6 separate regions of the Mus musculus genome follow, and regions 1, 2, 4, 5 and 6 are each linked to region 3. A link is a contact called in public Hi-C, HiCAR-type and promoter capture Hi-C data. All regions are on one chromosome and are shown on one strand. The core of a region is the stretch at or near the end of the contact, and the rest is flanking DNA. Distances in the headings are between cores, read along the strand shown. Region 1 holds the start of Slc26a7 (solute carrier family 26, member 7). Region 2 holds the start of Pip4p2 (phosphatidylinositol-4,5-bisphosphate 4-phosphatase 2). Region 3 holds the start of Cibar1 (CBY1 interacting BAR domain containing 1). Region 4 holds the start of Necab1 (N-terminal EF-hand calcium binding protein 1). Region 5 holds the start of Otud6b (OTU domain containing 6B). Region 6 holds the start of Lrrc69 (leucine rich repeat containing 69).

Region 1 (4,339 bases), core at 204-2,703, 2.4 Mb before region 3:
AGCCAGCCTACAGTTTCTTACTGTGTGCATTTGCAATTATCTCCTCAGGCTATTTTTAGATCACACAATAAGTTTAAAATGCTACCATTTGCAGCTTCCTCTCTGAAATAGATTCTTCCCCTCTCCTTCTCCCTCTTTGTTTGCTAGGGAGTGAACCAAGGGCTTCATGCATGGTAGGCAGTAGCTATTCCACTGAATTTCATCTCAGCCATAAGACTCCTCTACTAACCTTTAGCTTGACCCTGAGTTAGAAATATATTGAAGTGTTAGAAATGTCATGTCATGAAAATAACAGAGAAATACAGAAAAAAAATCTCACACATTCATATAAATGTATATCTCTAGATCTATTTAGGATTCATGGAGTTTGAAAAAAAAGTATTGCCAAGTATTACATATGTTACAAGCAAGGGACATATTTTTGAAGTTGAGAAAGTAGCTCTTTCTCTTAATGTAATTAATGGGAAAAACACAGCAGGAATCCTGTGGAGAATAAAGGGTCTAAGTTCTTACTGTTGTAATAGCTTCCAGCATCTGATGTCTAGTCTCTGGACAAACGGACATTAGAAAGCACTGTAAATAACTACATGCTTGCTTTTCTTTCTTCTGGCTTCACGGTTTTAGTTAGAATATTGGTTTTTGGGGTTAATTCCAATGGTTCAGACCATAATACAGACTTATTCTTCTGGAGGCTGTGGGAAATAATACTATAATAAAATCTTTGACAGTCTATTCTGTTATAAATGTAACACTAGCTTTTAAAAGAATGCTCTACTAAAAGTTATATCAACAAAAATACTATTACACACATACACACACATGTGCACGCACGTGCACACACCCGTGCCGCTTCAAACAATAGTTTTAATGATACTGAATTTCTCAATAAATTTTATTTACAATGACATAAGTGTGTTAATTAAAAACATAGAGAAACAATCAGTAAAAAGTGAATGAGCAGAGACAGGAAGAAAAATAAACTCTAGCCACAAATATTTGCTCATTGTGATACTTAAATCCTTAGCCCAGGAGATGAAATTTCAGTTTGTTTATAAGAACTAGCTAGTCCTTTCTCAGATGGCACAGTGGTTATCTGAATGTTTTTTCTATGAATGAAAACTTCATATTCCAGAGAATAGAATGACAAGGACTCATGTAGTCCCCTATCATGTTTCCGACTTTTATGGAATTGGCAATTTTTAGTGATGTTGGAAATATATACCTCACAAAGAAGTGTGGCTGTAGCATATTCTTTACAGAAAATCCTCTGGCAGTCGGGACTTCGCTTCTGCTTGTAGGAGACGCTGGGCTGGCTGGATCCTTCCTGGTTTCATTAGCATAGCCCAGCCCACTTCCACCACACGCCCAGAACTACCTCATTAACCATTGGGAATGCAGCCAAAAACATAAGACGACAGTGAATATAAAGGGAATTACTGGCAAGGGAGCTGTAACTATCTCACCACCGAACCTATTACTTTTCCAAGTTCAGAAAAGTATTACATGAACAGAAACCATTCCTTATTCAGATAAGAATTTAAGGTTTGAGTCTATAATTTTTATCTAGAATAATTAGCTGAACCACAGTAAGGCATACAGCTCAGTTGCATCCATTCGTGTTTCTGTTTCTCTCTCTCTCTCTCTCTCTCTCTCTCTCTCTCTCTCTCTCTCTCTCTCTCTCTCTCTCTCTCTCACATTTATTTTCTGGATAGCTTTGACATTGTAAACCACAGACGATTTGGAGCCTGGCATCGAAAGGAGGTGTTCTCCAACGATTTTTTTTTTTTCTCTCTCCCTTGCTTGAAGAAGTTGACTACTACAGGAGGGAATCTGAAAATCTGAAAAAATGACGGGAGCAAAGAGGAAAAAGAGAAGCGTGCTGTGGGGCAAGATGCACACCCCCCACCGAGAAGACATTAAGCAGTGGTGTAAGAGGCGCCTACCTATCTTGGAATGGGCACCGCAGTACAATCTGAAGGAAAACCTGCTTCCAGACACTGTGTCTGGGATAATGTTGGCAGTTCAACAGGTGGCACAAGGTAAGTGTGCATTTGGGTTTACAGTCTTCTGCAGAGTGGATGTCACTTTGCTTCTTGGATGGGGATTATGTTTGAGGGGTGACAGTGTAGCTAGTGAAGCAGACTTAATAAAATGGTTACTAATTTTAGGAAAATAAGCAGAGTAGATGTTTCTGTGTGTGATTTTCCTAATTGCTTTTAAAATTACTTGGCTTTTTTCTACCCCTGGCTAGGAGTTAAGCAATTAAGCAGTAACCCTTGAATGGAATTACATATTTTGCAATGTTAAATTTCATATTGGTTCAGAGTAATGGATCAGTGATTGTGAGAAATGAGCTTTTATGATTTCACTGTGCTGACATAATTTCCCACCTTCATCAAATCAAGCTATAAAACATTTCCTGTCCTGAATACAATTGCTCATGAGCCCAGTTAGCAGCACACAGTTACAGTTACCTGCTGTAGCCATGGGACTTGCTATAGCAGAGAACAAAGCTTTTTGTGCATGAAGGAGGCTTATTGCCAAGATCACTACTTGCAAAGCGAAGAATCCTGCATCCTCAGAGCTTGTGTGGACTGCACTGTGCGTGTTTAATTCTGAGGTGCAGTCCCCACAGAACTCGTGTCTCAGTGAGAAATATAACATGGTAAAACATCCCCAGAACAGATTTTTAAAAATGACACTCGTGTGTGTGTGTGTGTGTGTGTGTGTGTGTGTGTGTGTGTGTGTGTATGTGTACCTCCTTTCCTTAAAGGTATGTCCACACGAGTTTTGGCTGATTCAGGTAGTAATGTTCTACCTGTAGCCAGAAAAGGAACTGATTTCTCAACTTCCCAGCTTTAAAGGTTTGGAACAGCTTTCTTGGCAAAGACTCCTAGTGATTATATTTCCATGCAGTCTCACTACCTCCCTGGCTTTAACTATTATTTCTTCTGTTCAATTATAAGTATGCTTTTAATGAAATTATTCTGTAGCTGGAACAAACTGGTTTGTGAATTTGTGTTTTCAGTCTGATTAGGAACATCTGCATGGGTGGGGGGTTTAAGATCCACAGTGCTATCTTTATGGAATACAATTTTACTGCTTAACTCTGTGTTGTATTTTTAATGACCATTTTGCCAATAGCAAAAGTATAGTAATCTTTAAAAAATAAAAAAGTAATAACAGACCTGGGGCATCCCCAGCCTTTCTTTTATTTGACTTTAAATTCCAGATGAAACATCCTATGTCATTTGAAAATTTAGCTGATGGACTTAAGCAAGTTTTCTGTCCCCAGATGTTTAGTTTCACCATATCCCATAAATTTATTTTGCTGTTATTTAATATAAAATAAAAGTGGAATAATTACGATTTTAGCAGTAGTTGTCTTTTTATGTTTGAAAAGCACCCAGTAGCCAAGAGCATCCGGGAATGCGATACAGCTCCCTTAGGCTCGTCACTAGGATATGGCTTATGTGCAAGCCTTTGGTAGTTAGTTTGGTTTAGCTTTTGGGAGACTTTAATGATCATGCATTACATTGATTAGGAAGAAGTACATTGATAAGCTGATGAGAAGCAAGACACTTACTTAGCCTGGTTCCATGAGAAGTTTGGATCAGGTCACATGTTCTGTATGCTGACAATTACACTGCTAGGAAGACTCTTGGTGGTTTTTTTTTTTTTTTTTTTCTGTTGTCAGAAAAGATGAATTCTTGCAAAGAGCTTTTTCAAATATGCATTTCTAATTCTTTTTCAACCTCTTCTATTAAGAGAATCCAGAGTTAACATTGCCTTTCCATTGGAGGCTTAAAGCAGTCAGTTTCTCAGGCCCTCATACCTGAGAAGCGGAGGAGTCAGGACTCCTCCACTTCCAAAGCCAACATGCTCAACGTTTTCATTTTATTCTCCATACAGCCAAAATCATCAGACCTTTTGTAATACCAATGTTATTTGTAATAGGAGAGGTTTTGGAAAAGTTGACTGTCTGTCTCTGCAAATAAGGTCTATCTTCAAGTTTCATCTCTGAGGTTTTGAGTCAAAGTAGAAGTGACAGGAAAAGCTGTCCCAGCAAGGGGAACAAGCAGACAGTGACTCCCTGCTGCTCTATGTTGACGCTTGTTATCACCCCTAGTATAAAGGGGACTTGGAAGGAAGAAGGAATAAAGCTTGCTCTTCTACCACAGTGCGAACAATAGAAACAGATCCTTTTTCACTACTACTGATATGTGAAGCCATGCTCTGAATTCAATGTCTTCAGGATCTATAGGTCCTGCAAGTAGATACAGTTCTACTAGAAACCACTCTTGCTTTCTCTGTCTTTAGAAATGAATTTAAAACCAAG
Region 2 (4,314 bases), core at 1,573-4,072, 2.7 Mb before region 3:
TTAGCTCCAGGTTGACTGAGAGACTCTGTCTCAAAAACTGAATTAGAAAATGACAGAGAGACATGATTGTGGACCTGTAGCACTTGTACACACAAACACGTATAATACACACACACACAGAGTTTGAATAATTATAGTTGGTATCGTAAACTAAAATTACCCACCAAAATGTATATTCAATTTCTAGTCACTGGTTTTCAACTAAAAAGCTTACTATTTGCAGCTATTAACAGAATCTGATGATAAAAGAAGTCTTAAAATCTGAACTGCCAGAGATTAGTGTCGAATACCTTTAATCCCAGAACTCCAGAGGCAGAGGCAGGCAGATCTCTGAGTTCAAGGCCAGCCTGGTCTACACAGTGAGTTCTAGGACAGCCAGGGTTATACAGAGAAACCCTGTCTGAGGAAAAAACAAAAACAAAACAAAACAAAACAAAAGCATCTGAACTGAATCACTCTGGAATTTATTCTTTCTCTCCACTACCTGAGCTCCATAAAGGCCCAGTTTTAGTCAGCCTGACTCAGAGAAGTGTAGCATGTGACATACTGTGAGGGCCCATAAAGTTCCTGAATGAATGAATGAATGAATGAATGAATGGGACAGTGTCCAAGATTTAGAACGTGTGTATTACTCAAATAGTTGTTAGTAATCAAGAAAAGATACTGTCATCATGCGAATAAAATGACTTTGCTTGGGCTGGTGAAATGGCTCAGTGGGTAAGAGCACCCAAATGCTCTTCCGAAGGTCCAAAGTTCAAATCCCAGCAACCACATGGTGGCTCACAACCATCTGTAACATGATCTGACGCCCTCTTCTGGAGTGTCTGAAGACAGCTACAGTGTACTTACATATAATAAATAAATAAATCTTAAAAAAAATGACTTTGCTTCTCATTTACGTTTCTTCCTTCATAGATGTTATCCCATATATTAGTGTTTTAAATATCTCCATCGTTTCCAAAAAAAAAATTATTGTACTCTTAGGCCAAAGGAGTTAAAAGATCTTTAAGTTAAGAGATCTTTAGAGTAAAATGACTTCTTTTCAGTGCTTGATTGGAAATGCCACTCTCTTTGTAGTTTGAGGAATCTGATCAAATTAAGGAAATCTATAGAGAACAATGAAGTCTATGCAGGTCCATATATATATATACATATATATATGTGTGTGTGTGTGTGTGTGTTTGTCCTAAACACAGATTGACTAAAATAAGGAAAAGGTATTTCCATTACTTCAGTCCAAACTCAGTCCCTTAATAAATCATCAATTTTATTCCATAGACAAAAATTAATAAAACTGAAACACTCATTCAGGAACCTGTGACTAAGGATTAGATAGTACAATATTAATATCAAATGGCCAGTAAGGGAAATCCCCCGACTTCTGGCCAACAAGGGTCACTTGTACGTTTTCTGTGTGTCAGTTCCCTTGGACTTTGCCCCTTTCCTCTCAGGCTGTCAATCACTCTGAATTACTCCCAGCTAACCACAGTTTTCCTTTGTTCTGCTTCTGTTTATAGATTGAGACCCAGAATGTTGATTTTCAAGTTATAAAATGTTAAAAAGAAATGTTAAATGCCAGACAACTTCAACCTGTTGTAGTGTTTCCCGCCCCCCCCCGCGCCCCCCCCTGCCCCATTTCAGACATGAACTTAGAAGTTGTGTTACAAGACACGTGACCTGCTTATATTCCCAAAACACTATTAACTTTGGCCTCCTTGGGTTTTAAACTTCATTCACATCCAGCCAAAAGAGCAAGATGAAGTAAGGTACGCTTGCACGTGCCATATTTAATGATCTCTGTAAGGCTTGCCTTCCAGACTACCGTAGTAAACACTCCCAAAGACTTTGAACAAAGACAGTGCTTGAATAAATCGAATCCTTTGGTAAAGAGACTTCTCCTTCACCACACCATTTCTCCAAATCCCTTTTTAATTCTACACTGAAAAACAAAACTAAAAATATATACGGTATAAACTTGGGGAACTTTTTAGAAGTTAATTTCAACCTCACCCAGACATGCATTTAAAAAATTCCTCCTTCCTAACGGAAGGCTCTTCATTCACCACTGAAGCTATGAAACACACTCCTTACAGGCAGCAATGCCCGTAGCTTAGGAATTTCGGACATATTAGGGATAAACTCTGTTGCTTCTGGTTAGGCAGTTCCCTGCTTGCACTCCGGGGCCGAGTGTAAGGGACTAAGATGTTTCCTGCTGAAGTCCTCTCAAGGGCAGATGCCAGGGTGAGCAGTGCCCCGTGTTTTTCAGCAACCGAAAGCACTTGTGAATGACTGAAGGATCTGCACCACCGCCCAGCTGCACTTAGGGGCTGCTTTGGAAACAGCAGCTCGGAGCTTGGGAAAATTCATGTCCGATCCTGAAGCTGGGAAGGAAGTGTTCAAGCACACACTCCACACCACAAGCAGCAGCAGCGAAGCCCTGCAGACAGGCTTTCGGGTAGGCAGGCAGAGCCTGGGAAGGCATCCTTTTCCCCCAGCCCAAGGGAGAAGCTCTCCTCCGCCTCCGCGCTAGAGCTCCCCGGCATTCATCCTTCCATCCTTCCAGACGTTTCTGCGAGAAGCAGAAAGGTCTATGCCGGCCTTACCTCTGGGGCTGCTTTCCTGCAAGTACGGCGGGGCTGTGGGAGTGACATTTCCCGAATGGGATGCTGACAGCAGAGGCGAACGTTCGTCCACCCCGTCAGCAGCCATGACTGCAGCGACAGCGCGGCGGGCCGCGGGTTGAGCTGGGCTGCGGCTAGGGAGGAGGTGGTGGCCAGCAATGCCGCCGCGCCGCCGCTACGGCCTCCGGGAGGGCCCAGGATGTGTCACAAGGCAGGAGGCGGGGGAGGGGAGGGTGCGGGACCGCGAGGCCGGGGGAAGGGAAGCACGCCGGGAGGCATGCTGGGGGAGGGGACTGGAGAGGAAAGAAAGAGCCCGGGAGGAGGAGGAGGAGGAGGAGGAGAAGGAGGAGGGAGGGAAGAAGTGTGGAGGGAAAGCCAGCCAGTCTGAGAAAAGGGGAGACGGGAGGACTGATTAGGAAGTGGGGGAGGGGAAGAGATCAAGTAAGCAAGAGGAGGGGCAAAGGGAAAGAGAGGGTGAGGAATCTTTTAAACTAAGGGAACCGAGGATAAAGAGCAGCTTTGAGAGGCACTGAAAGGCCTGTACTGGATTACGGGCAAAACCAGAGCAATCAAGTTCAGCTCCTCCAGGAAGTAGGAGAGTCTAACTTGTCTGGTAAACTTTGCAGCTGGGTGAAGAAAACTTATTTCTTGGGTTATCATTTTCTTCGGAGAGGTTTCTTCTTTGTTATGAACCATAGCTGAGAATCTGTTGTCTGAGAAATGTTGGTGCCTGCGCATTAGGCTTTCCTCTTTTCCTTGATTTTTTTTTTTAGGAATAAGAGTGCTGACATTTGATTTTTGGCACTTTAAGCATAAGTGTTAACTTTTACAACTTCCGTTTTACAAAATAGACTGTCATTTTAGTTTTTGTAGAATAATGGGGCTTTTTTGTATAATGTAAAAATTAAACCTTTTTCCTACAAAAGATTTTTCTTTTTTTAAAAAAAGGTCATTGTACTGAAGAGCTAGCACACTGATTAAGGTGCTCACTGATCTTGCTTAGGTCACAAAAGCCAGTTCTCAGCACCCACATTTCGTGGCTCACAAACCACCTGTAACTCTAGTAAAAGGAATCCAATACCTTCATCAGGCCTACATCAACACACACACTCACACACACAGTTTTTTTAATAAATGTTTTTAAATACTCAACAGACTTATTGTCTTATTTTCTATTTACATTTTTGTTACCCTTTTTTGATGTTTTGTCATTTGATTCCAATGCGATTTACATTTTTTAAAAAAACAACAGAAACAAACCAAAGTTTAGAACACATCCAAATAAAAATGCAATCAGAATAATAGCTTTCCTGCTGAGGTTCTTCTGAGTGACTTCGGAAGAATTATTTACTCACCTTCCAGGTGTCCCCAAGTATCTAGGGTGTGGTCTCCATGCTCAAGGTGGCTGAAAAGTCCCACAGTGAAATAGCTGTACCGGAGATTGGGAGTTGCCCCTTACATTTCAGTCCGTATAAACAGCAGACATTCGAAACTACTCAAATCACATTTAGGATCCTCAAGTTGCTCTCTGAAGACATACTCTTTCTTCCTGAATCTATAAAGTACCAACTGGAAACCCTAAGGGAAGGTAAAGAACAATGTTTTCTTTCATGTAGCATCTTTGGGCGGCCAATAACAGGAAGATACAATGCAATATAAAGATCTTATTATGGTGTGACCCCTATGAGAACTT
Region 3 (4,224 bases), core at 1,237-3,736:
AAGCAACCACTCCCTGGGCCCGTGATAATTAGTGTGCAATTTTAATGTGGACCATGTAACTTGTATCAACCAATAGTACCTAGGAATCCATGATAATTAGGCAGACACTTTAAAAGCATGTGTACAATGGGACTTGCCATGTCTTGCTGGCCAGTTTAGAAAGAAGCTATCTGAAGAATCCAGGCTGACCTGGTGGAAAATAAAAGGCATGTTGCCTCAGCTGACAGGTTCCCTGCTGCATGCATGGCATGTTAGGCCACCTGTATCTGTCTACTTTATATTATCATCATAAAATACCTGTGGCTAGTGGGCTGAAGCAGTGGATCAGAAGTTATGAGGGCTTATTGCTCGTGCAGATGTTCGTTTCATTCCCAGAACCGACATGGTGGCTCACAACAGCCTGCAACTCCAGTTCCAGGGAAACCTTTCTCTGGCCTTCCTGTGCACACAAGGTGCATATAAACTCAAGAGGCATTCACATAAACATAATAAATAAATAAATAAATAAATAAATAAATAAATCTTTCAAAAATACTTCAGGCTGACAAGTGTATACAAATACATGTTGATTTGGTTCACAATTCTGGCTAGTAGCTCTGCTCTGATAGACTTCATATAGTGGATTTGGTCATGATGGTAGCAACAGGTATAGATGGAAAAAGTCACATCCAGGTGGGGTAAGACTCTGGTCTATAACCTTTCCAGAAACTAATAATAAGAGACTCAAAAAAACAAACAAACAAACAAACAAACAACCACACACACCTTAATCCCTTCCAAGAGCGGTAGTCTCCATGGCTTTTAGGCTGCTCTCTAAATGTCCACACCTCTCACCATACATTAAAGAGCAAACCAAGCCTCTGCGTCATGTACTCTTTGAGAACACTCAAACCATATTCAAATTGGCCAGTTCTGCTTCAGCCTTCAGGGTACTCAGGCACTGTTTTGCACTAGGCTGGATTGGAAAAAATGAAGAATCACCAGACAGGGTGGGTCCTGGGTCTGCAGGAACTCTGTTGGCTGGACGTTTTTCCAGAGTTACAGCTCTCTTTATTTGAGGAAAATAAGGGCTATATAAACCTTGGGTAGTGGGTAGGTATTTTTCAGGGTGAGTGTACATTATTGGTTGGTACTGAGGTACTGGGAATGCTTCATCTGCATGAAGAGGAATTCCAGGTGCTTAAGCCTGTAATGTAGCCACCAGGCTATGTGACTACCTCAATGGTGGTAGAGGTGTGGGTCACAAGGATACATGCACTACCATGGCATGCAGGCCCAGAACAAGGAGGGAGCAATTCTTACTCCTACTGGTCTTAAGATGAGCTTTTAGGGGGTGGGGTTGGACACATCTGGCTCCCTACCTCCCAATTGCAGAACTTATTTGCTCAGCACCATAGCATTTAGTGAAATTATACTGCTAGTAACAGACTCGCCACCTGGAAAGGCAGGAAAGAACCTAGCTGAACAGAACCAAAGAAGAACCATCTGTGTCGTTTACAGAATCCTAAACTGACTAGTGGAGTTGTGGAAGCCACTAGGCCTTATAATTTGTTTATACAACGAAACCTGACACGGTAGCACATTTCTGGGCTGTGTTATATGTGTTTGACTGTTTGGCTAGCTTTATCATTCCACCAAGGCTGTGAGCACTGTAAGAGCAAAGACTTTATTCTCAGAAATTATGGGCATTTGAGAAGTAGACAAAGCTTGAAGTTGGACCCCAAGTTCACTCGGAAGAGAAGACTCCCTCTCAGAAGCTAGAGGAAGGCTCTGGGTTATCTGTGACTCTTCCAATTGGGGAACCTTCATTCAGGCCCATACCTCGACTGGGTCTAACAATCTTTTTCACAAAGTAGAAACTCAGTTACCTGCAAGAGGGGGAACAGATGGCATTAAAGACCAGTAAAGATGAGGGAGTAAGCACTGGTGTGCTTTTTTTTCTGTTTCTGTTTTGTTGTTACTGTTCTTATTTTTATTGTTGTTATTGTTGTTTGTTTGTTTCTGTTTGGTTAATTTGACCAAAGTTAGAGTTACCCGAGAAGAGGGAACATTCAGAAAATGTCCCTATCAGATTGACCTGTAGGCTGTTTTCTTGATTGATGATTGACATGGAAGGGTAGACAGTATTGCCCCTGTGCAAGAGGTCCTGGGGTATATAAGAAAGTCAATCAAATAGGCCAGCCAGCAGTGTTGCTACATGGCCTCTGCTTCAATTCCTGCCTCCAGGTTCCTGCCCTGAGTTCCTTAAAGAACTGTGACTTGGGATATGTCAGCCAAAGAAATCCTTTCCTCCTCAACTTGATTTTTGTCGGGGTCTCATCACAGCTATAGAAATCTAACTTATAGAGCGGTTCTTTTCCAAAGGCAGCTTCCACGAGCCCACACGTTGTCTCATTCAACAGAGAAGCACAGGGACAAGCTTCGCATTAAGTCTGAACCCCGTTCACCTTTATTTTCCTGTACCCCTTCCGGTTGCTGGTGGGTTGGTTTTCCTCCTTCGCTCCCAGAAGCCTGGGAGGGCTAGAGAGCTGCAGGAGCTGAAGGAGGATGCTTGGTGTTCCCTCTGCCCCATGCCCTCTGGTCTCCCTTGCCCTGCTCTTGACCGCCGGGGCGCGCGCCGCGTCGCCACGGAAACGCCGGGCAGGCGGGGCGGCGCGCACTGCGCGCTCTCAGCTCCCGGTAGAAGTGGCGGCGTCGCCTGCTCCCGCGCGCCCTGGCGGCCCGGAGCCGCGCTCGTTGGGCTCCCATCCTGGGTCCCGGGCGGCGGGAAAGGCAAGATGTTGAGGCGCAATCTGGATGAGCGGTAACCGCCGGGGCCTCGTCGTGCAGGCTGCCCGAAGGAAAGGGCCGGGTGGGAGAGAGGAGCCGGGCCGAGGGCCTGGAAGCCGGTTGGGGCGGGAGGAGGCCGCACGGTCCCCGTGGCGCTCTGCAGTCCGTCCACCCGGATGAGGCGAGTGCCGGGCCGAGAGAGTCTCCCGGCCGATCGGTCCCCCTGAGCTGGGCCGGGCCCTGCCGCGGTACAGAGCCCGGGAGGCCGCAGGTGCCCAGGCCGCAGCAGCGCCGCCCCTTCTCGGCCCACCAGGCCCGGGCCCTTTCCCGGGCCTGCAAGGTTCTAGGCAGGACCAGAGCCTGCGTGAGGTCCTAGAGAAGGCGCGGGCCTCTGGAAGAGTTGGGAATGTTGCCCTTCAGGGCTTTAGGGAGGCCCGGGAATGTTTGCACGTAAAATTAACGGGGCACCTTCTTACTGTTTTAAGAACAGTGTTCTGTGTCTCCTTTTTCTAGAGATGCTCAAACAAAACAACTGCAGGATGCTGTCACAAATGTGGAGAAGCATTTTGGAGAGCTTTGCCAAATCTTTGCTGCTTATGTACGGAAAACTGCCAGGCTTCGAGACAAAGCCGACCTCCTAGTGAACGAAATCAACCTGTATGCCTCTACCGAGACACCAAATTTAAAGCAGGGTCTGAAAGACTTTGCTGATGAGTTTGCCAAACTTCAAGATTATCGCCAGGCAGAGGTATGAAGTGAGGTTCTGGTGTCATAGCCAAATTCCTACAAAGTGTGTAAAAATTGTGGACTTTTCGTTGTAACCTACCCAGCAGTGGTGAATGTACCCTTGATAAATGCCTTTCCTGTCTGTAACAGTGTGGGTTCGCTATATGGAACCTTTCTGTGACCTGATAGCTTTCAAACTAAACGTCAGGTGTGGTTGAAGTCTGAGTTTACCACTGCATTTGCCAACAGGGTAACAGGGAACATGCATCCAGAAAAGGTAACCTATATAGCAGTCGTGCAGAAGAAAAGCACCTGTATGGCCTGTGTGGGCCAAGTGCGTTTTAAAGAATGACTAGAAATGGAAATGCTGAAAATGACAAAATCACAAAGTACTAATAAATGGGCTACACGTTGCTGATTTTCCCATGGTTTGAAAGTCGAACGAAATCGGAAAGCTATGATTTATAACACAAGTGATACAGCTGAGAGGCTGGCTGTGTGTTTGCTTTGAGTGACCAGAGCTTTGCTCTTGGGAGATCTTTCTAAAATACAGTCTTTTCTTAATACTGCATAAGCGTTTTCACTTACTTCTTATAGGTACCAGTTAACATAGTTGGCTCGTTCAAATTCCATTGCTTTTTTTTTTACTTTTGTAACAAGCCCCATTGATCTTTCTTATGCTTAAAGCCTAAAACAAATTTTCACTTACTGAAAATTAAAAAGAGAAAT
Region 4 (4,618 bases), core at 1,999-4,498, 3.0 Mb before region 3:
GTTGCCAAAGCAACAGGATGTCCATTAACCAGACTGGAAGGATCCTGAGTCATTGCTCTCAAGGATAGTGCTCCCTAGACTTGAAGTATAAATAAAATAGATCCCTGACAGTCTGAAATGGTTTAGATAATAGTTCCTTCATGAGACAGATGGATTGAAATTCAATACATTCCCACATAGCCATCATTTGCTGAAATGCTCCAAATATCTTCATGTCAGTCTTATAGCAAGTCTGGGAGCTATAATCTTCAATTACATTCCTTTCTCCTTTGCTTCCTTTCTGCCCAGGCCTTCAGTACAAGTAAGTTGGAAAGAAGATACATTTCCTCCCTCCAGTCAGCTGTCTGCTGTTTGCAACTGATACTATGCACAGCAGTACAGCATCTGTGTTTCAGCAAAACGATGTGTGAAAACAGTTTTCAAAAGGCTCTCTCTCTAGATAAAAAGAAAACCAAAAATATGTTCGGTTACGACTTTGTAAAACCGATTGAATTTGGCTGTGAATGAGAATCTAATTGTTACCCAGTTCTGGTGGAGCCTTCCCTAACCATTATCTTCATCATAGAGGTAAGTCAGCTGTAGCAGAATACAATTCTTGTGGAAATCATTAAAAGAAATGATAACAGCTGGGCAGTGGTGGCGCACGCCTTTAATCCCAGCACTTGGGAGGCAGATTTCTGAGTTCCAGGCCAGCCTGGTCTACAGAGTGAGTTCCAGGACAGCCAGGGCTATACAGAGAAACCCTGTCTCAAAAACAAAACAAAAAAGAAATGATAACGAGCAAGTTGTTTAATGATTTACATTTCTTCTTTTAAAATTATGTGTGTGTGTTTTATAATGTACTGTGCATATATGTGTGTGCATGTCTGCGTGTGTGTGCGTGTGTATTTTATGATGTACTGTGCATATATGTGTGTGCATGTCTGTGTGTGTGTGTGTGGTGTGTATGATGTGTGTGTGTGTGCATATGTCTTTATGTGTATGAATGTGGTATATGTGGATGTATGATGTGTGTGTGTGTGTGTGTGTGTGGTGTGTATGATGTGTATGTGTGTGGTGTTTATGATGTGTGTGTGCATATGTGTGTATATGTGGTACATGTATGTGTATGAATGTGGTATGTGTGTGTGTATATGTGTGTATGATGTGTGTACATATCTGTGTGTTATGTTGTGTTTATGTGTGGGCACAGCTGTCATGAAGTCCCTGTAGAGGAGACCCGTGAAGTCCATTCTTTCTTCCCATCTTTATGAGCTATGGTGTTGAACTCAGCCAGGATTTCACGGACAGTACTTTTTCTGGCTTTGCAATCACACTCGCCGTACTTTTCTTATTCTTTGTATTTATTTTTATTTTATGTGTATGAGTGTTTGCCTAGATGTATGCATTGCATCATGTGGGTAACTGAAGATATAGACATCTGTGAGTCAACTGAACCCAGGTCTTCTCAAGAGCAGTAAGTACTCTTAACCACTAGGCTTAACCACCAGCCTTCCTACATTCCTTCTTGATAGCTCCTTAGAAGAAACACAAGCTGGCATGCATTGTCAGCAAAGGGAGCAGGGGTCACTTTACTGCACTGTTGCAGCTAGTTCTCTAGTTTTGAACATTAGTGACAGGTTATTTTCCTGTTTTTCATTTATAATCTAAGAAAATCTGCTTTTTCACCTAGGCTTGTTTCCATGGGATGAGCACAAGCATATTTCACAAGGCTGAATTTGAGGGCAGAGAGACCCACACAAGTTAGAGAGTCCAGACTTAGGCTATGTTTATTGACACAGATATATTCCTCAGTCAATAGTAGGAACAAATATGGTGCTTTTGTAAACTCGATAACATTCATTGTCAGCATCTCTCTTGTTTCTGTGTGATTTGAATGATCAGTATTTCTTTGATGGGTTGACTGGAATTTTTTCATGATTTTTCATTTCTTTTTGCTAAGCAATTGTCAGAGGAAAGAATCTATTCTAGTTGTTCAGATAAGATAACTCGAAGTTAATAAGGTATAAATACACAAAGATGCAAGACTAATAGTCCTCAAAGCACAGCTCCAATCAATATCTTCTCTAATCATGTTTGTGACTCTAGACTTAATGAAGCTCTGCGTTTTATCCCTGGACTTTACAGGTCTGAAGTCACTGACCTTTGCTTAATTTCTGTAGCTCTTCTTCTTTAAGTGCTTATTAATTCTGGGCTCATAAAGATTGCCTGAGACGCTTTGAGAGAGGAAAAATACGCTAGGGACAACCACATGCTAACTGAACATGAATCCAGAAGTGAAACTCAGGCCTTAATTTGTTTGTTTGTTTGTTTGTTTGTTTGTTTGTTTTGCTTTTGTGGGAGTGAGTTCCTAACTCCGAGTACGAATAAATGTACCATTGGAAGGGTGCAGCTCTTAAAAGCCTTTGATGCACCCCAGCTCAGAAAGTACGATCTTCTAGGTCTAGGCACGAAGAAAGCCTGCAGGAAGAATGACAATTCATTCATCTGTTAGGACATTTTGAAGTTGACACACACTCTAAGTGACACACAGTCCAACGTTCAGCCAGAGTTGCAAACTCACTCTCTGTAAACAGTAGATTCAGAGCAGCCGGGAGGTAGGGAGGTTGGAAACGCCAGAATCCATGGTGTTGGAAGAAGGCTCATGGCCAGGACGACTGGCGCAAGGCAAGTTATCTCCCTACATTTTGTCTGTGTTGTGCCGGGCTTGCCTCTCCCTCCCTACACCTGATAGTGCCAAGTGTGCAAGCAGTGGAACTATAAGCTAAGCACCACCCTGGTGATCGTTTTGCCGATTCGTAAACACTAAGCTTTAAAGATTTAGCAATTTGCTACACCACAAGATAAAAAAGCAACTAAGGCAGATGGCCAGACCCAGTGCCTTAATCCAAAACTGAACTAGCTATCCCTTCCAGGACAGAATCCAGAAACCAGGTTGGGCGTGGGGAGGAGTGAGGGGGGCACAGAGTTCTGTTTCCATCAAGGATGGAGTAGGCAAAACTCGATTCCTTCTTCCCACTCATGGTTTTCCCTCAGTGCTTCTGACCCCCCCACCCCCCCACCCCACCCCCCTCTGATGCTCAGGACAAAGCTTGATCTGCTCTGTCATGTAAAGTGCGGTGTGGTGGGCAGGGTCCAGAAGGTTACCTCTGGCAAGTGACTAAGGGCTTGTCAAGGCCAGGGAATGCTCACTGGCAAGGGGAGTTACAGTGTTGCTAAGTCGGATCCCCAGTGAGGTGCAGTCAGCCACGGGAAGGGGGCGGCGAGAGCTAGCGTGCTGAAGCCTAGAGGCGGGAGAGGGAGGAGAGTCCGCGCAGAGCAGAGGGAGGCGCGCGCTCAGAGCGAACACCCACTTGCATCCGACCCTGGTGGCGCGGCGCGGGGAGGCAGCAGCTGAGACAGCACCAGGTCAGAGCCTTTGCATCCCGCCCAGTCTGCCCGCCAGCGCCAGGACCGCTGAGGATGGAGGATTCCCGGGAGACTTCGCCTTCCTCCAACAACTCCTCGGAAGAGCTCAGCTCTACCCTGCAACTGTCCAAGGGCATGTCCATCTTCCTCGACGTAAGTATAGCTGAAGTAGTTAGGTGGGCGCATTAGGCATCACCTCTGTGAGAGGGGAGGGGTCAGGAGCAGCGGTTGGCTGCTGGCATTGCTATCAGACCTCCACTCAAACTATCTCCTATCTGCTGTTCCCCAGAGGACCCTAGGCAAATAAATGCAAGAGAAAGGACTGCCACCCAACTTGTAAAGAGCTGTCCCAGACCTGCAGCTTTGATTATAAGCTTTAAGGAGCCCCCAAAGTTCGACTTCCCAGAACCTAGGGCTTCTGCCCGGAATGGAGAGTCTCCCATTGAGCAGTGTAGGACTTGATTCCGGTCTCATCCCTGCTGCCCAATTTACTGGCAGGCACTCTCTCTCCCTTGTGCTGGGAGCGCTGACGGAAGCCTTAGACATTGTGATGCCCCTCCAGCTACTCCCAGCTACCTTCAAAAACAATTTCTTTGAACGTATTCGTTTTCTTATTTTACAACAGAAGCCAAGGTCTCTTTTATCATAATGATTTTTTTTTCTCTTTTGGTGCCCGCTGCCTTCCCTATTATTCTCCCCACCACCACCACCTGCCCTGCCTAAGTTGTAATTACTATCATTAACCTTCTCTTCTAGCTTTTGATGGTTTTCCCTATGGTCCCATTCCTTGCTTGGGAATTGACTTCCTTGCTTCGCATCTCTAGCCTGACCATTCTTTCCGTGCTATTTTGTCTCCTTATGCTGTAATCTCTCTCCCCCCCCCCCTCTTTCTCTCTCAGTTTTAGATTTAATTTGCTCCTAGATTCCGCTTCGCTTTGTCCCTAATGTTTGTTTCTCACCCGGCTGCCTTGTTTTGTTTCCTGGCTTTCCTGTTCCTGGGTTGCTTGCCTTCTGGGTTCTGGCTCTTCTAGCTGCTGTTCACATGTAAAATTCACTCTGTTCCCCCAGGTAGTGTCTGGCTTGCTCAGTGGGGACAGTTCTAGCCGCTCCTTTTTTAGCATGATGGAAAATGGGCAAAGCATGCAAAGGAGCCTCGTTTGTCCCTGCCCCTCCCCTTCTCTAAGCCATCACTCCTTATTAAAGTCCAAGC
Region 5 (4,597 bases), core at 760-3,259, 2.7 Mb before region 3:
TGTCCACATCATAATGCAAAATGTATTTAGTCTAACTCCAGAAATTTCCAGTCTCTAAGCCTGGCAGGGTATACAGCTCTCATATAAAAATTACATTTCTCTGTGATTTTATTGCACTGCTTTTTGGCTTTTTAGAGTTGCAAGAAAAGTATCTTAGGTCATAACTGGATTTCTTAGTCTAGATACTTGTATAACACTCGCCCACAACATTGAAATTAAACAAAACAAAACAGGATATGTGTAGTTGTTCTTTTCTCTTCACCAAAATTAATTTAAATGTATCCCTGTAGTGACTATTCCTGGATGTCATCTTGACTATATCTGGAATGAAAAACAATCCAGAATTGGAAGGCTCACCTATGATCCTAATCTGGAGGCTGGGAGATGCAAGTTTCTGACCTAGATCTTGGCATGGAGCTCTTGAGGCATAGTGGCTATGAATCCCAGAAGATTAAGATAGGGAGATCTCTGAGTTCAAGGTCATCTGGGATTAAAGGCGTGGTGGAACACACCTTTAATCTGCACCACACCTTCTGAAGACTTCCATAAGTATGTTGGAAGAAGGAAGATTTACTCTGTCTTCTTCACCTGCCTACCTTGTGGGACTGAGCAACTGCTAGATCCTTGGACTTCCATTCACAGCTGCTGCTCACCATTGTTGGGGAGTTTGGGCTACAGACCGCAAGTCATCAATAAATTCCCTTGCTATATAGAGACTTTCCATAGGTTCTGTGACTCTAGAGAACCCTGACTAATACAACCCCTTACAGGTTTATACAGTTGTAGGTGCAGTTCATTATTCATCTCTGGAAATAAGTTTTCAATTATTTCCAGAAATATTATTTCAACTTCATTTGTTTTGTTCTGTCTCAGGCATTTATATATAAAAAAGAATATGTTTGTCTATCTATTTTTTTTAAGATCTATTTATTTATTATATGAAAGTACATTGTAGCTGTCTTCAGACACTCCAGAAGAGGGCATCATATTTCGCTATGGATGGTTGTGAGCCACCATGTGGTTGCTAGGATTTGAACTCGGGACCTTCAGAAGAGCAGTTGGCGCTCTTATCCACTGAGCCATCTCGCCAGCCCCTGTCTATCGACTTTTGAGACAGGGTCTCACCTATGTAACTCTCTGGACATCCTGGAACTCCCTATGTAGACAGGCTGGCCTCAAACTCACAGAGATCTGCCTGCCTGCCTCCTAAGTGCTGGGATTAAAGGCCTACACAACCACAATCAGCCCTAAATAGAGATTTTTTTTTTTTTTTAAATTTTACTGGACCAACACTCTGAGTCTTCCACTCCTGCCACCATTCCGTGAGCATTCTTGTTTGCCTTTGCTAATTTGTTTTTGTGGCACACGAGTTACATTTGTTAAATCTTGCCTCAAATCTTCAAAACACCCTGACATCACTGTTAATCGTTTTACAACTGAATTTAGCAAATGGACTTTACTAAGCTTAGTCCTTTTTTATCTCTTTCATCACTTATTTCAAGAGTAGGCATTCCTTACTTAGCGTTTCCCCTTTTACCACATTGTAAAAAAACAAAAAACAAACCATTCCCTAGTGTATGACTAATATAACGTAAAGATCCTCATTGAAAACAAACCACGCTTTTATTAAAATTAAAAAAAAAATCTTTTCAACATGTTTTGGCAAAGAGGACAACTACGGAGCGTTCTAAAGCACAAATTGAAAGCTGTGCGAAAGAACGTCCGTGATGTCATCTCCGTGCGCCCCGTCAGGGCCAATCGCCTGGCGCGTAGCTTTGTGCTGCGGTTGCTCCAGCGCCGGGCGCGTCCTTAATCGCACAATCCCAGCTTCCGGCGCGCCGCCCAGAGCGGTCCGAGCGCGCAGGCGCCCTAGCCCATGTCGGCGTCTCCCGGTTTCAGTGGTTAGACCTGGATCCGGAGCCGCCTTGAGGCGGGGCTGGGCCTTCCCGGCGGCCAATGGCGCCCCGGGTGAGGGTTGAGGAGTGGGAGGTGCTGGCCCTCCTGAGGTGCGGATCTCCTTCAGCGCGGGTGCCGGGCCGCCTGGTCGTCATGGAGGAGGTCGTGGCTGAAGAGCTCGATGATGAGGAGCAGCTGGTGAGAAGGCATCGGAAGGAGAAGAAGGAGCTGCAAGGTGACGGGAAAGGGGCTGGGAATGTAAGAGGCGTCCACACCCAAGGCTGGGAGCGTGGAGTGTGTCCTCTGGTACCTGGACGGGCACACGTCCTGGATCCGTCTAGGCTTTCCCTCAGATAACTTTTGATCAGTCTTCTCCAGCTTTCCCCATTCCCTCGACCCCCTTATTTGCAGTCCCCGGAGATGTCCCCGTGTGCGACCTGCCGTGGACCCCTAGCGGGTCCGGTGCACGTGCTGCTGCTGAGTGATGTGCCTGGAGACCAAAGTCTTGGACCTCCTCTTCCTCCCTTCCCATTCCTGCCCCCGATCCCGACGCCTGGCCTTAGTGGTGTGGTCTGAATTGCTTCTCCTTGGCTTGTCGGTCACAGAGAAAGATATTTAAAAGGCAGAAGTTTTACCTTAGTATAGTTTTTTAACCTTGGTTTTGCCCTGTCAAACCAAACAAATTCGAGATTGTGTTTACGTTGGGTCGCAAGCCTCATCCGGACCTTTCTCCGTAGCTGATTGTTGTGTCATGATTAATTGCTTCTATAATTACTTTACATTCTATAATTGTACCTCTTCCCACCCTCTTAACTGCTTTTCGCTTTTTGGTCCGGGGGCTCTGACACGGCTGTTTTGATGACTTTTTTTAGCCAAAATTCAGGGAATGAAGAACGCTGTTCCCAAAAACGACAAAAAGAGGAGGAAGCAGCTCACGGAAGATGTTGCTAAATTGGAAAGAGAAATGGAGCAAAAACACAGGGAAGAACTGGAGCAATTGAAGCAATTGACTTTCAAGGACAGTAAGGTATGGGGAGCGAAGCTTGTCTCTGAGCCCGAGCAAACAGCTGTCTGAGTGTGTTGAACTGCTTATTGAATACGGTCTCAAAATTCTGAAATCGAGTCATACAGTCACACATCACATTTCCTCGACATTAGTTTTTTTAGACAGAGTGCCTTGTAGTCTAGGCTGTCACCCATGTGGATTTGGAGCAGAGGCTAAACCTTGAACTTTAACTTCAGATCCTACTGGTGTGACTTCACAAGTGCTGGGATTACAGGCATGCACCACCACACCTAGCTGTACATTTCTTTAGTATTTTTGTGACCAGGTTTATGGGCAGATTTTCTTTTTTTAAATGGAAGAACAGCAAAAAAGTGCCTACTTCCTTAACCTAATAACCATGTAAAGTATAAGTTATTGCCAGATAAGGTTTGCCTTGAGTGAAAGTTGGCAGCCGAGACTGCTCGTCAGGAACTCCTGATGAATGAGATTGTAACCTCGGCAAAGCTTCTTAATCAACCCTAGAATAAATTTCTCCACATGGGACAATAAATATGAAATTATAGTTAAGTAGAGAAAGCTGTCCTGAAACTCACTCTGTAGACCAGAAATCCGCCGGCCTCTGCCTCCCGAGTGCTGGGATCAAAGGTGTGCGCCACCATGCCCGGCTCCATGCATCTGCTTGGTGTTTACCATTCTGCCTAATGTGTATACCAGCTACTTTGTTCAAAGGATATAGTTGTCAGTAACACTGTAAGGTAATAGCCATGAAGTAATGTAGATAATCACACGAGTCCAGTAGGAAACCAGCTTAAAGAGATTAAGAATTTTGTCCCGAAGTCATAATAGTTCTTGAGGTGACAAACACTAGAATTCAAAACCAAACTCATAGTTATACCCTGATATAATTTAGTAATTTGTTGCCTGGTTTTTGGCTATGAAGGGTCATATAGTCTACAACCTCAGTTACCTCAGTTAACTGTTGATAGGAACTTCCTTTTTTTTTTTTTTTAAGATTTATGTATATGAGTACACCCTTGTTCTCTTCAGACACACTAGAAGAGGGCATCAGATCCCATTACAGATGTGAGCCACCATGTGGTTGCTGGGAATTGAACTCAGGACCTCTGGAAGAGCAGCCAGTGCTCTTAACTGCTGAGCCATCTCTCCAGCCCAGATAGGAATTTTCTTAGTTTTGTGCAAGATCTCGTCTTCTCGTCTTCTGTAAGTTTGGATTCATTTTTGTTCTGTTGACAAAGGAACAGTTTCTGTGTATCCATTTACACAGAGTACCAAGTATAGTGTCAAAGTCTTCGGTTTCCTTTCTTAGTCACCATGTTCCTGGCCTTTCTTACTGTTAAAATACTTTTCTCTCTAGCCTAGCATGGTGATACATGCTTGTAGTCCCAGCACGCAGGAGGTACTCATGGAGGTTGTGAGTTTGAGGCCAGCCTGAGCTTCATAGTAAGACCCTATCTCAAAACCCAACAGTAGCAGCAGAAAAGAAAGTGACAAGAAAACTTTTATCGTGGCTGCCAGTGTGGCTCACTAGGTAAGGTGCTTGATTTTTAACCTGATCACCTGAGTTCTATCCCTGGAACCCAGGGAACTAAATGGAAGAAAGAGAAAACTGCCTCAAACAAGTTATCCTGACTTCTATGCCTCCATGTGCTCTTATGGCATGTATGCACATGTGCA
Region 6 (4,239 bases), core at 1,061-3,560, 2.6 Mb before region 3:
GCCTGTCTTCAGAGGAAAGATTTATACAATCTTGGGAGAAAGTTTTTCTAAATTTCAATTTTTATTTTTGTGTGTGTATGTGTGTGTGCACACGCGTGTGCATGTGCATATAAGTGCAGATGACCTCAGTTCAGAAGAGCACGTTGGATTATATAAAGCTGAAGTTGCAGATGGTCATGAGTGCAGCCCATGGATTCAGGGAACCAAACTTGAGTCCTGGCCACCGAGCCTTCTCTCTGGGCCCTCAGAATAAGACCTTTAAGAATAAAGCCCTGCAGACATTTTGATTAGAGTCGTAATAGTTTTTCTTACAAAACTAGGGTTGAAAGAGAAAAGGCAGTTCATACATAGCCTTTTTATCAATTAAAATGCTTTTATCTATAGAGATGGTTTTCTCTATAGTAGCAACTGGAAGTCACTGTTGAGAGCCGTCTTGTTATGATGATAGTGATGTTTATTATACTGTTGTAAAGTTACTTTTCCTATTTCAGAACTATGGTACCCGCTGATCTTATGTTGGCAACTTCTTGCTTCAATAGCACTTCCCAGTGACCCAGTGATTTAATAATAATTAAATTATTTCTCTTTCCTGGTTTTATTTTTACCCATAGCAACTCTCCTCACCTGCTGGACATAGATTTACATCATTGTCATGATTTGTTTTCTACAGCTGGACTGTAATTTCTTTGAGAGCAGAGCCTTTTAACTTCCTCATCTACTCCCTTATAGTCACTTCTTGCACTAGAGTTGTGTTCTGAAAACTTGGTAGATTATATGTATCATTTATAGTATTTAAATATTTGGCAGTCATAATTAAGTTTGCAATATGTCTAATCAAAGTGCCTCCAAGCCTCCTCATATCTAGGTACAGACGGGGTTCTAATGATCAAAGGTCAAAGGCTATAGCATCCTTTTCTGTCATTTTCAACACACCTGCGAAACAGTAGGACTAGTATTAAAAACCTCTGTATGCCTGTTACTCAGCATCAATAATGTCAATAATTATCAACATTGTGTCCATCCTGCTGCTTCCCCTACGTCCTCCAGTTTCCATAAGCATTTCTAAATGTTGAATACATGTAAAACAAGTCCTATTGTTAATTACTATCATAACCAGCCCATCAATACATTTCTCTGACTGGTTGCTGTGTTTATTGAAATGAACAATCTGTCCAGGTGCACAGGTTGTATTTTGTCTTTTGCTATTATTTAATGCTCATTTTCAGAACAGTTTTTATTTTTCATCATGCAGTTGCTGAGACCTCATTTCACTTCTCCCTATAGAGCACTGCGTCTCAACCTGTGTATCAATCACTACCCCCTTGGAAATCCTGTCTCTAAAAATATTTACATTACGATTCATAACCGTAGAATAATTATAGTTATGAAGTAGAAATGAAAATAGTTGTATGGATGGGGTCACCACAGCATGAGGAGTGTATTACAGCCGCATAGGAGAGTTGAGAGCCGCTGCTGTAAAGCTTTCCATGTTACAGATTTGACTGAGGGTAACTTCAGCTCTCTGGGCCTCCCATTTCTGTATGTGTTGGTTAGCCTAAAGCTACTGTTAGATGTAGGGTTGGTTTTCTGCATGAGGTTTCCTCTGCACTCTGCTGCGCACCATCAGTTACTTTCATTGCACGTGATGCTTTCTGTTGTAAGTGGCTAAAACGGATTAGTGGGCTACTAACCTTAATCCTACCAACAGAGTTCCTGTATTTCATTAGAACTTGGAGAAATGATGAGTTTTCTAAGGCTTGTTAAAATTCATTTATTAGCTCCAATTTCTGTATGAATAAAAACTATGAACTATTTGAATATAGTGGCATGCAGTTTATATTACAATAGTGTAATAGATGCTTGATTCATTTCTCCCTTTATTAGTTTTTAGACTGAGCTGATGATGTCCCACCCACTCCAAGTATGATTAATGAGTTAGTCCCTCCTTTTATAAGATGCTGTTATGAACCCCAAGGCTTCAGTATTACTTCCCCCCCCCCCCCAGATGTTTAGCCTTCCTCATTTCAAACTGGAGGAAGAGTCCCAAAGCTGGCCCAGTTGCCTGATATGATCTCAGTATTTGATATTGTCCATGTGTCTGGCATGGATAAACCTGTTTCAGCATGCCCTGTCTTGTATGCTTCTGGTCCAACCTGCAGTGACTATTTCCCCCCTCTACTTAGGAAATCACCTACTACCTCCTAGCTTCATCATAATGGGGAGTGGTTTTGCATGTGTGACAGAACAATTCTGCGATTACATATTCTAAAGATATATAATAACTCTTCCTCCATAATGGTCACCTCTTCAAAAATCATGGCTGAAAGATTATTGGTAACAGCACTGAAGGGTGGCAAGAACACTAAGATCCTGACTTTGAATGGCAAGAGGATTACCAAGATGCCCTCGACACTGGAAAAACTACCTAATCTGAAGACTCTAGACCTTCAAAATAATTCCATCTCCAAAGTATGCCCAGAGCTAAGGACCTTGACCCAGGTGAGGAACCTCAGAGCTTTTGGGATTGAAGATAGAAAATAGATTAAAGTCGTAAGTGATGATGGAGCAGTGACACTTTAATATCTGGAGAATTAGCTCTCTGGAGACAATATGGAGTGCTGTTGGAGAGGGATGAGTAGCTGTTCTAGCTTAGGGCATTACACATGGCAGGAAAGATGTTGCAAGTTACTCCTGTGCCCTTTGGCCCACATCTGGAATGAGAATTAGATCTTTGCTCATCTTCCTTCAGGCTGTCATCTGGAAAGAGGTTGGAAGCCTGGGTCTAGTAGTAGTCTTTCTACCTTGGGGCTCACATCTGGAAGTAGGCTTTGAGGATTCAGGCAAGATTGTGCCCACCTCCCTAGGGGGACTGTCCCGAAGTCTTTACATATGGAATTAAGACACATTTAGAGTGTTGAGGAGGCATTTCCTAGAACTGGCTGGGACTTCAAGTGCAGAGGAGGGTTGATAGGAATAGGAAATGAAAGGAATTTCTCCCCCTAAAACAGCCTTTAGGAGATGGCTAATGTTTAAAATACAGAGTCCCCTTCTTAAAGAGAAGCAGGTGACATGGCTGAGTCCCAGATGCTTATGGTAAACGTTTCTGCCTGGTAATGTCTGACTGCAGCTGCTAAAAATCTTGAGGTTAAGTGGGCGCAAGGCAACAGTTTTACTTGTGTTGATTTCTTCACAGTCCGTACCGAAAGAGCCTTTAGACAACTCAGTCACTGCAACTTACTAAAAGTTAAAGAATAAATCTGTCATTTTCACACGGCCTCTTTTAACCTTTATGAAATCATAATATTCAATAGTAGTTAGTAGTAACTTGAAATGGTGTAGTTACAGCTATAAGATGGGAACTCACACTTCTCTAAAGGACAGATGATTTTCTGAGCTCTCACTGAAAACCATGAAGTGCTTTGCTTTCCTCTTTGAATTTGTTTCTGTTTGCATGTTGTTATAAGAAAACTCATTGCTTAAAGGCTTATACTAGAATTATCTTTTATGACACTTTCAGTTCCCATCCTCACTTCCATGTTTAGTTACTCTCAACTTACTCTTTGGCGTGTCCATTTCAGTTACTATCTTTCAAATTCCTATATAGTAAGCTTAGTTTCTGCACAGTTATCTTTTCAACTCAGCATGATGGCACACTTAGAGCTTTCAGTAGCCACAGCCTCCCACTGCTCCCCACTGTGTGCGCTGCTGGCACCAATATGTGCAGTCCACTCTGGCCTTGCCTTGGTGGCTTCATTACCTTTTAAAGCTTTGTAGCATTTACATAACCATTATCAAGCCTTTACTTTGCCTCAGAGAATTCTGCAGTATATATATATATATGTATTGTATGTGTGTATATGCCAAACTTAATCCTTCACTTCTTGCATCTTTTTATTATACTGGCTTCATTTTATTTCAGAGTAATGTCACATAGTTTTCAAACGCACCTAATTTTTTTCCACCAGGACTTCCATTGTCCAGCCTTTAACTAAGCTGATTGTCCTCTGGTTTTACTGGATGCTGTCAGTCCAGGATGTCACTGACAATCATCCTAAAGTGGACTTGGTTGGTTTCTGAAACCTATTTTCCTCCTCATGTCTCCCATTCACCTTTTTTTCCCTTTCCCATACCTTGTCTGCTGCTGCCTCTGGATTTCTAGAAATAAAACTGTGTATATGCCTGTATGACCAACAGGTTATCTTTCTTTTTCAATTCAGTAAGCCTCCATATATCATCCTG

Evidence for each region. Promoter capture Hi-C pulls out the DNA fragments that hold promoters and counts their contacts. A called contact is a pair of places that touch in the nucleus more often than the background predicts. HiCAR-type assays count read pairs that join an accessible place to other places.
Region 1: a contact with region 3 is called in a promoter capture Hi-C map of second pharyngeal arch cranial neural crest, with 13 times the contacts expected there. The contact joins the promoter of Slc26a7 here to the promoter of Cibar1 in region 3. A contact is called at or near these places in 6 of 39 promoter capture datasets (cranial neural crest, frontonasal cranial neural crest, hippocampal neurons and 3 more) and 1 of 115 datasets of contacts at active chromatin or transcription factors (astrocytes).
Region 2: a promoter capture Hi-C map of embryonic stem cells shows a contact between it and region 3, with 6 times the contacts expected there. The contact joins the promoter of Pip4p2 here to the promoter of Cibar1 in region 3. A contact is called at or near these places in 8 of 39 promoter capture datasets (cranial neural crest, embryonic stem cells, frontonasal cranial neural crest and 4 more), 5 of 115 datasets of contacts at active chromatin or transcription factors (astrocytes, embryonic forebrain, embryonic stem cells and 2 more) and 2 of 9 other capture datasets (adipose tissue and embryonic stem cells).
Region 4: a HiCAR-type map of astrocytes shows a contact between it and region 3, with 5 times the contacts expected there. The contact joins the promoter of Necab1 here to the promoter of Cibar1 in region 3. A contact is called at or near these places in 2 of 39 promoter capture datasets (hippocampal neurons and liver), 1 of 115 datasets of contacts at active chromatin or transcription factors (astrocytes) and 1 of 9 other capture datasets (liver).
Region 5: a contact with region 3 is called in a Hi-C map of B cells, with 7 read pairs. The contact joins the promoter of Otud6b here to the promoter of Cibar1 in region 3. A contact is called at or near these places in 7 of 39 promoter capture datasets (the 3T3-L1 cell line, the C10 cell line, cranial neural crest and 4 more), 1 of 484 Hi-C or Micro-C datasets (B cells), 2 of 115 datasets of contacts at active chromatin or transcription factors (astrocytes and stem cell-derived neural progenitor cells) and 1 of 9 other capture datasets (adipose tissue).
Region 6: a contact with region 3 is called in a promoter capture Hi-C map of cranial neural crest. The contact joins the promoter of Lrrc69 here to the promoter of Cibar1 in region 3. A contact is called at or near these places in 7 of 39 promoter capture datasets (cranial neural crest, frontonasal cranial neural crest, hippocampal neurons and 4 more), 2 of 115 datasets of contacts at active chromatin or transcription factors (astrocytes and embryonic forebrain) and 1 of 9 other capture datasets (liver).

What each region holds. Positions count from the first base shown.
Region 1 is chr4:14,618,892-14,623,230 of GRCm38.p6, reverse strand. Slc26a7 (solute carrier family 26, member 7) reads left to right here and starts at 1,453. Exons shown (of 19, transcript NM_145947.2): 1 at 1,453-1,542; 2 at 1,807-2,039. The coding sequence starts at 1,847.
Region 2 is chr4:14,862,727-14,867,040 of GRCm38.p6, reverse strand. Pip4p2 (phosphatidylinositol-4,5-bisphosphate 4-phosphatase 2) reads right to left here and starts at 2,822. Exons shown (of 7, transcript NM_028264.4): 1 at 2,604-2,822. The coding sequence starts at 2,709.
Region 3 is chr4:12,170,277-12,174,500 of GRCm38.p6, reverse strand. It overlaps Cibar1 (CBY1 interacting BAR domain containing 1), which reads left to right and starts at 2,486. Exons shown (of 9, transcript NM_026558.5): 1 at 2,486-2,803; 2 at 3,283-3,517. The coding sequence starts at 2,571. It overlaps Gm46846 (a long non-coding RNA gene), which reads right to left and starts at 468. Exons shown (of 2, transcript XR_001784247.2): 1 at 1-468.
Region 4 is chr4:15,147,761-15,152,378 of GRCm38.p6, reverse strand. It overlaps Necab1 (N-terminal EF-hand calcium binding protein 1), which reads left to right and starts at 3,248. Exons shown (of 13, transcript NM_178617.4): 1 at 3,248-3,561. The coding sequence starts at 3,463.
Region 5 is chr4:14,823,825-14,828,421 of GRCm38.p6, reverse strand. It overlaps Otud6b (OTU domain containing 6B), which reads left to right and starts at 2,009. Exons shown (of 7, transcript NM_152812.4): 1 at 2,009-2,131; 2 at 2,769-2,923. The coding sequence starts at 2,050.
Region 6 is chr4:14,794,123-14,798,361 of GRCm38.p6, reverse strand. It overlaps Lrrc69 (leucine rich repeat containing 69), which reads left to right and starts at 2,310. Exons shown (of 8, transcript NM_028499.2): 1 at 2,310-2,499. The coding sequence starts at 2,317.